Linked DNA regions of Mus musculus: all the other regions are linked to region 2. Evidence: chromatin contacts called from public Hi-C and Micro-C data. All regions are on one chromosome and are shown on one strand. The core of a region is the stretch at or near the end of the contact, and the rest is flanking DNA. Distances in the headings are between cores, read along the strand shown.

The links. Hi-C and Micro-C count contacts between places; a contact is called where the count stands out from the background.
Region 1: a contact with region 2 is called in a Micro-C map of embryonic stem cells, with 2.6 times the contacts expected there. The contact joins the enhancer-like site here to the promoter of Ranbp9 in region 2. A contact is called at or near these places in 2 of 484 Hi-C or Micro-C datasets (embryonic stem cells and myeloid progenitors), 9 of 115 datasets of contacts at active chromatin or transcription factors (the 230-238 cell line, effector CD8 T cells, embryonic forebrain and 5 more) and 2 of 9 other capture datasets (adipose tissue and liver).
Region 3: a Hi-C map of cerebellum shows a contact between it and region 2, with 3 times the contacts expected there. The contact joins the enhancer-like site here to the promoter of Ranbp9 in region 2. A contact is called at or near these places in 1 of 39 promoter capture datasets (hippocampal neurons), 9 of 484 Hi-C or Micro-C datasets (B cells, adipose-derived mesenchymal stem cells, cerebellar granule neurons and 6 more) and 5 of 115 datasets of contacts at active chromatin or transcription factors (embryonic forebrain, large pre-B cells, neural progenitor cells and 2 more).

The regions. Positions count from the first base shown.
Region 1 is chr13:43,213,894-43,216,593 of GRCm38.p6, reverse strand. The region is part of intron 1 of Gfod1 (glucose-fructose oxidoreductase domain containing 1); the gene reads left to right. Among named protein-coding and RNA genes, the nearest start is that of Gm40929, 43 kb to the right of the region's middle. Within about 2 kb of position 1,378, at least 92 of the 459 cell types and tissues checked have an H3K27ac peak or open chromatin away from gene starts, as enhancers often do. A contact at or near this core is called in effector CD8 T cells, embryonic stem cells, liver and 1 more, where this site is marked.
Region 2 is chr13:43,479,554-43,482,253 of GRCm38.p6, reverse strand. Ranbp9 (RAN binding protein 9) reads left to right here and starts at 1,281. Exons shown (of 14, transcript NM_019930.2): 1 at 1,281-1,842. The coding sequence starts at 1,326.
Region 3 is chr13:43,738,544-43,741,259 of GRCm38.p6, reverse strand. No RefSeq gene overlaps it. Among named protein-coding and RNA genes, the nearest start is that of Gm20751, 23 kb to the right of the region's middle. Within about 2 kb of position 1,424, at least 27 of the 459 cell types and tissues checked have an H3K27ac peak or open chromatin away from gene starts, as enhancers often do. A contact at or near this core is called in B cells, cerebellum and neural progenitor cells, where this site is marked.

The sequences.
Region 1 (2,700 bases), core at 129-2,628, 270 kb after region 2:
ACTGCAGACCCAGTGCTTCCTGGTTGAGGACTGTGCTGAAGGCCATGCCTGTCATCCTGATGGATATGTCCTTTTCCTGTTTATTCCATTTTGGTAATTCCTTCTGAAAGCGTAGGCCTTATCTTGGTCCATTTTGCGTTGCTACAACACAGTACCCGGAGCTGGACAGTGTGTATGGTTTGGCTTTATGGGATGGAGCCCAGTCACTGGGATGTGTATTCTTCAGGGGGATAGTGGGATAGACCCCAGACCCTTCCCCTTCCTGATGCTTTTGGTTCCCAGCTGTGAGGTTGGCAGCTTGACCTCTCCTGTTCCTGCTGCCATGTGCCACACTGGCTCAGAGAAGGGGAGCAGTTGATTGTGAGCTGAAACCTTCAAGACAGAGTCAACGCAAACCTTTCTCTTTATAAGTCACTCCCCTCAGCTCTTTGTTATGGAAACAGAAAGCTGCTAGCGAGGGAGGAGCAAGCATGGCGGTGCAGTTATAGATGGTTTGCTTTTATTCTTCTCTGGTAGTGCTTCTGTGTTTGACCTGTGTTCTTTAAGATTTTGTTTGCTGTATTTTGGTGGGAGAGGCTGAGACTCAGTTTCATGTAGCCCAGGCTGGCCTTGGACTCCCCTTGTAGCTGAGGATGACCTTCAACTCCTGATCCGCATTGTTCTTTAGGATTTAGGTTCTAGAAGTGGGGGTGGAGTGGGAGGGGCATTGGGTTACCTTTGTCTCGCTTTGTTTTGCCGACAGCACACCTCGCCTACAGTCCCGTGTTTAATACTTGTGGGGTTTAGCCTTCACGCAACAAGCACACAGCTATTCAGTGAACTAGTTGGATGATGTGGGCAGTTCTCACAAAACCACCGGTGTGGGGGTGGGGTGGGGAAGCAGAACAATTCTTCTCTAAGCTCAAGTGCGGGGGTGGGGGGAGGGTGGGGGGGGTAAGAGTCTTCTGTAGACCTCAGGTTCTTAACTTCCTAACCCCAGCTGCAAGGGGTTGAAGGAAGATACGGTGGACTTTAAGGAAGTTGCCTGCCACCACCACTTTCCAGCTGTGAAGGCTAGTCCTGGAGGATGTACTGAAGGGGGGTGGGGAGAGGGCGGCAGCAGGGGGAGGGGCGGGAGTTGCTGGGAGGGGCAAAGCAGTTTCCAGTGGCACTGTTAGCTTGCTGGTCTTCTTTACCTTTCGTTAAGGTGAGAGCACACGGGAGCAGGTGCCTGTGTAGAATTTCTCTTGCCTGTGTTATCTTGAGATTAACACGTGCCTGACATTAGACCGTCAACCTTGCATCCAACACACTCACCTTCTCGGCTCTCCCCGGGCATTGGGTTGCAGCAGTTGCTAAGCAACCAGGTTATCTGTAGCAGTTTCTGGTTGGTCAGCAGGTGCAGAAGGCGGACCAATACCACAGTTCCTATCGGAGACTTCCAGCCCTGAGATACCCCAGGGATGGAATTTGAACTCTGCTGCCTCTAAGCAAATCTGACCTCCATATCCTAGGAGATCCTTCTTCCTGGAGCTGGGGGTCTGCCTTTTGAGACTGGGAGAAATAACATGGAGTTATAAAATGATAGATTCAAACTTCAACTACGTGGACCAAGAAGTTTACAAATTCTAGAGGAGTTTAAGATGATTTATAACAAAACTCTCCATCTTCTTTTGTACATAAACCTGCACAAAACATGGTTGACTATTTTACTTTGCACCAGAGAGTTCAGGAAACTATTTATTGTGGGGGTCAGGAAGGTATTAACCCCATCAGACTCCCACCTCAGGGGTCCTAAGAGGTAGATAGCCATTGTTTTTCTTCTTTTTTTTACATCTCACTGGAACTACACTCATCTCTAAGGTCTCCTCAGAGCCAAGTTCTGCCTTTTATTATAAATTACCAGGAAGTACCTTAGAGCCTCTGTGAAACTCGGGCATGATGGTAGAGGTTAACTGGTATTGGCCAGTATAAAGCGACCTCCCTTCTAGGGAATGTTTTGCTATGGCTGGGTGTTTAGCCAGTGCTGGAGCAGTGGCCTTCTCACGCCAGTCACTGTCATGGAGTCCAGTACACATCGAATATTACATTTCTCTCCAAATGTTATAATACAGTCCTGTGACACTCAGGTGGGGATAAGTTCCTATAATTGCATTGTTTGGTGATTTTGTCATTTTTCAAAGATCAAAGAATTGGTGAACCCACACAAGCCGAGGAAGTCCAGGTCAGTCTCTCAATGGTGTGATCAGGAAATATGGGGGTAGGAGGGGTTAGTGAGAGGAAGGTGAGTGGAGGGTACCCTTCCCACCTCCCCAACTGTGGATCAGAGTGAACCAAGCCAGTGCTTCTTCACCTAACTGTCTGTATCCAGCACATCTTTGGGAATATCGTTGGTCTAAGACAGGAGCCATGTTCCCACAGGCTTTGCCTAAGCCCTTGGCAAGTCCAATGAGAGACTGGCTTTCCAGCATCCCCAGGCTGCCTTTTCCCAGGACTGTGTCTCTGCAGAGCCTCATACCAGTGAGTCCTTCCATGGAGGCAGGACTAGAGCAGGAGAGAGACTACTACAGCCCTGTTGGGACTCTGTTCCCAGGGATGGGGCCATTCACTTTCTCTATCCCTGCTTCTTTTTAAGGGGCTCACGGTATCATAGGGATGGAAAAGTATTAAAATGTCAGGCGAGGCATGGTGGGGTGTGCCTTTACTCCCAGCACTCCAGAG
Region 2 (2,700 bases), core at 32-2,531:
CGCTTCAAAAACAAAATAACTAGTTCTCTATTAACCAACCATTCCATGCTTATACGGTCCAATCAGAGCCAGCATATCATCTCCGGAAGCTAACACAGCATCGGAATCTGTACCATGTAGATTATGGGAGTGAAGCCTGATTTTTGCCGGGCTAAGGAAAGGGTAGGTTAAACAAAGGGAAGTGCCGAAAACAGACTAGTAATGCTATGTGGGGGTCAGAGAGCAACACTTGGCAAATTGTGCCACACGGGTTGACCAAGCACTCTACTGAGAATTGCAAAGTAGGAAGTCTCCTTTTTTAAAACTCTGCTGACCTCAGTAAATATTTCCATGTTTAAAAAAAAATGGGCATAATTCTCTGCTACCTAACAAAGAGGCCTATGATGAGAATTAATGAGCTTATAAAATGTTTTGACGTCTGTCTCCAGAAGCCCTTCCTAAACGCTCACACAGTTCGCATTCCTGCCCTTTGACGATCTGCCCGTCTTGATTGGTATTCCTAACGTGGCTGTTTCTCCCCCATTAAGTTCACTCGGACTCCTCATAAATTAATTAATTAACGAGAGGGTCACTCATGAAGCGGGAGACTTCGCCTTCAGAAATGGTTTCCAAGGGCCCTTTATTGACCCGCTAGCTAGGCGGTAAGGCGTTAGAAACCCCGGGCTCAGCTCCCGGCGGCGCAGCAGGGCTCGATTGCTCTCGCCTGGGCGCGCTGCGGCCTCCCGGCGGCTGAGGGGGACGGCCCGTCGAGACGCGACGAGGCCGCCGGTCGGCGCAGCTAGGATCCCGCAGCCACCGGAGGCCCGCGGCCGAACCCGCGCCCGCGTCCTCGCCCGCGCCGGCGAGCCCCAGGCCGCGGAGAAGGCCGTCCGCGCGCGCACCAGGCCCGCCCCTCGCGCCGCGGCCCGCCTCCTCGCCTGGCGCCGCCCGCGCGCAGCGTCTCGCGCCGCCCGCCCGCTCGCTCGCCCGCCGGGAAACAGCCGCGAGAGCAGCGGCCGCCGCGGCCGCTCGCACCTCCTCGCAGTCTCTCTTCCCCGCTTCACCGCGTCGCCCAGGGCCGCGCGCCCTTCCGCCCGCTCCCCTCGCTGTCCCACCGCATCGCTCCCGGTCGCGTGCCCGCCAGCGCCTGGCCAACGCTCCCTCGCGCCCGCCCGCGGTCGGTCTCCTCAACCGCCGCGCTCCGCCGGGCCGCGCGGCCCGCCGCCTGCTTCCGGGGCGGGCGGACTCTGGGCGCCTGGTGCCGGCGGCCGCAGCGACAGCGCCCCCGGGAAGCGCAGGAGGAAGCAGGGACGAGTGGAGGTGCCGCAGGCTGAGTCGCGGCCGGGATGTCCGGGCAGCCGCCGCCACCGCCGCCGCAACAGCAGCCGCCGCCGCCGCCGCCCGCCGCCGGGGCCCCGGGCTCCGGAGTCGCCCTGCCCGCGGCCGCGGCCGCCAGCGCCGGCTCCTCCCCGGCCGGCTCGCCCGGTGGAGGCTTGGGGGCCGCAGCGGCCGCCCTGCTGCTCCACCCGCCGCCGCCGCCGCCGCCTCCCCCGGCCACCGCCGCGCCGCCGCCCCCCGCCTCGGCGGCCGCCCCCGCCACCGCGCCGCCCGGCCTGGCGGTGGGCCCCGGCCCGGCCGCAGGCGTCCCGGTCCCGGGCCTGGCGGCGGGCAGCAGCGCCGCTGCCCCTTTCCCGCACGGCGACTCGGCCCTCAACGAGCAGGAGAAGGAGCTGCAGAGGCGGCTGAAGCGCCTCTACCCGGCTGTGGATGAGCAGGAGACGCCGCTGCCCCGGTCCTGGAGCCCGAAGGACAAGTTCAGCTACATCGGCCTCTCGCAGAACAACCTGCGGGTGCACTACAAAGGTACGGGGCGCGGGGTCCGGCGGAGAGATCGGACGGTGCGGGGCGAGGCTCTGGGCGAGGGAAGGTGAGAGTGGGGTCCCAGGTGGGAAGGAGCTGGGATCCCTAGGCCCGGAGCTGGACGCTTTGAGGGAATCCGGGATGACCAGACACATCGCACCTTCTGATTTCCTGGAGATAAATCTATGGGCCGGAGTTGGGTTACATTGTTCTCCAGGTGGAGGGTCAGGCCATCTCCTCTTACGCAGCAGGGGTGAGAGGCACGATTCCGAGGTACAGTTTCTAATTAAGGGAGAACAGAGATCCACAGGAGGGGGAGGGAGGCGTGATCAGTGGAGGATTTGTCCCAAATTAGGCCAGAGATTGTCTAGGGGGACAAAAGGACAAGGGGCCCAAGTTGGCCATCATTGCACCTTACTGAAAGCAACTGGGAGAGGAACCTCAGGATTCCCTGTTTTCTTCGGGGAGCAGACCCCCCCCCCCTCCGGATTGGAAATGCCCCGTGTTTCCGGGTTGGTGTTACATGAAGTTTTGTTGAAAACAAGGGTTTTAAAACATACCGATTAGCATTTTCAAAAACAAAAAACAAAAAAAAAAAAACCAAAACTGGCTTATATTTTGCACCTGCAGTTAACAAAGTTAACCACCTTAGGCTGCTGCTTTCTCCCATCCCCACTTTTTCCTAGGTTAAAACAAAGCTTTAAGCAAACTGGTTGTATAGAAGATTATAAATGCCAGTAAGGGGTTTTTGAAATGTAGCTCAGATTAATGGCATACGTCAAGTTTAGCTGTGTGGAAGGGGCAAAGAAAAAAATGCAGTGGTATCAGTTTGAACACAGTCGGTGTTTTAGGCCCTAAATC
Region 3 (2,716 bases), core at 175-2,674, 260 kb before region 2:
TTTATTTGCATGTCCTTTATACTTCTATGTCCTTTTACACATTTGAAAGGATTGCTCTAGGAACAAATTTACAGATTTCCCCCATAGGATCTACAACAAAGACAACAGGGAGGGTCTTTATTTCCCTGTGTTTGGGTCACATGTCTACATCATGAGAATAGTTTCTGCCCATCCCCCAGGGTGAGGAACACTGTTAATGAGGCTGCAGTTGGTCTGCTTCTTTGGATAGCTCTTCCCATGTAGATCAGCATCCCTGCCGGTCCCTCTCACAGACCCTTCCCTCTGGTTCAGCTGCTATCTGACAAGCATGTGCTGTCTGGAGAAAAGAATGTGTTTGAAGGAGAGGATAGCCAGTCCTGTTTCTGGGAACTTAGCTCCAAATCCTTCAGATTCAACCCTAGTGCGGTCACTTAAACTTAGAGAGACTGAGAAAGGGGGGGGATCCTCATTAGGTTTCAGGACAGTCTGACCTACAGAGTGAATTCTAGGCCAGCCAGGGTTACATGAAAACGTGTGTGTATGTGTGTGTGTTATTTGCATATATTTGCATATAGCTGTTTTGTTTGCATATGCATGAATATATATGTGTGTGTATATATATATACACACACACACAAAAACTAGGTCTTAACAGCAGTAACCTTTGCTTGAACTATCACAATAATTGACCCTTTGCAGGACCCTCCTCCAGGTTGACATCTGGTAAAAGGGAAAGTTAATGTTGATTCTTAACAAACCTCTGGGCCTATTTGTGAGGGAAACTCTTTATTCGGTTAGCTGAGGTGGGAAGGCCCATTGTAAGTATGGGCTGTGCCACTCCGTGAACCAGGGTCCCGGGATAAAAAGGAGAGAGTGAGCAGAGCATCGGCATCTGTCACTGTCCGACTCCTGATGGCAGATGCAGCGTGACCAGCTGCTTCACTTTCTGGCTGTCATGGCTTTTCCCGCCATGATGGACTCTGAGCCAAAATAAAAAGCCCCTCTTCCTCAAGTTGCTCTTGTCAGGGAAGGAAGAAACGAGCCCCCGCATTCCAACCATGCCAGCAGTGCTCACTAATGATTTGAACTTGAAACAGCTGTCAACGCCTTGGTCTTCGGTTCCCTCATCCGGCACGTGGTTAGTTACCATTACAAAGGCTCATTTCCAAAATGTTGACGTCTGGCCTGCACTGTCCTTCACCTTCTCAACTTTTAAGAGTGACCAAATTTGAGCTTTGTCGTTGTAATACTACTGGATGACAACCCACTTTCATAAATGGGAACCTTGGCTTCTAGAAGAGAAAACCTACAAGTTCGAAAGTCACCATTTAATACCGATCTAAGCCGCACAGACCAACAGGGCTCGCTTTTGAACAGGCTTGCTCAGTATGTTTGGCTTGCTTTGTTTGGCTCGATCTGCAGGCTCTGTTTCACTACACCACCGCTAGGTGGCAGGAAAGCGCCACACAGCTCTAGATTTGCCACAGAACCCTAAGAACAGCTGCTTTGTACTGGGTCCTGAGACTGGGGGAGGGGCTCACAATTTTAGCCAGTGATCAACTGTGCTGGAGAAAGAAAGATAGATTTGGGGGTACATTGTAGAGAGGGGACATTGTAGGGAGTTGTATGTTGGGGGACCTGTGTAATTTCTCTTTTCATGCTCTCTCTTTCTCTCTGTCTCTCTCTCTGTCTCTCTGTGTGTCTGTGTGACTCTGTCTCTGTCTCTGTCTCTCTGTCTCTCTGTCTCTCTCTCTCTCTCTCTTTCCAGAATATTTGTAGCACAGATAAAAGTGAATAAGAACATAACTCAAAGCATCCTGAAAGAAAGACCAATAGAAGAAGGTGAGATCAGCTCTTCTTAGCTCCATTACCTTAAGGAATCAACTAATAGCAAAATAAAATGGGTTTTTTATTTTTATTTTTAAAGTATGAGCCAGCTCTGTTTGGGGGAAGCCATTTTTCTTCCCCTAGAACAAGAGGCCTCATGAAGTGTACATAGGGTGTGCTGTGTGGTGGCATAGTCACAGTGACCTTTCTTTTAGGAAAGTTGTTGATGAGTGGAAGTGAGACGTGCTCTAAGTCGGCAGAGTTGTTCCTCACGGAAGTTCTGCTCAGTGCTCTCAACCCGAGTCTGCGACTGCATGCTGGTCTTCTATCCCTGACTCTGGAGACAATCAACTGCACGGAAATTCAAATTTGAATATCAAAAGAAAATGACAGAATCTTCAAATGAGAAAAAAAGAAATATACACTGTACAAAGCCCCTCGCTTTTGTCTGGCATCCTTAGACACAGTGGGGAACGATTGCGTTTCTGTGTGTTTGGGGACGGCAGGATGAAGACCCTGTGTCTGGGGCTCTTTTCTTTAGCAGCTCATCAGAGAGCTAAGGAGTGACAGAAACGCTGCCCTCTGGGAACATCAGGCAGTTGCTGCAATCCCTGTAGATGCTTAGAAGCAAGCGTTTATGGAGCTGCTAAGCAGAGTTTCTTTAATCCCCAATTTCCCTTTTCCGGAACCAGTTGTTGTTGTTGTTGTTGTTGTTGTTGTTGTTGATCCCAGTTCTAGGAGATCTGATGCCCTCTCTTGACCTCCATTGGCTCTGCACTTACTTGGTGCACGTACAAGGGCATTCACACACACACACAGACTCTAAATACATACATACATACATACATACATACATACAAAATTTTTTAAAGAAAAAATTCCAGTGGAAAGCTGGAATGCCATTATCCCG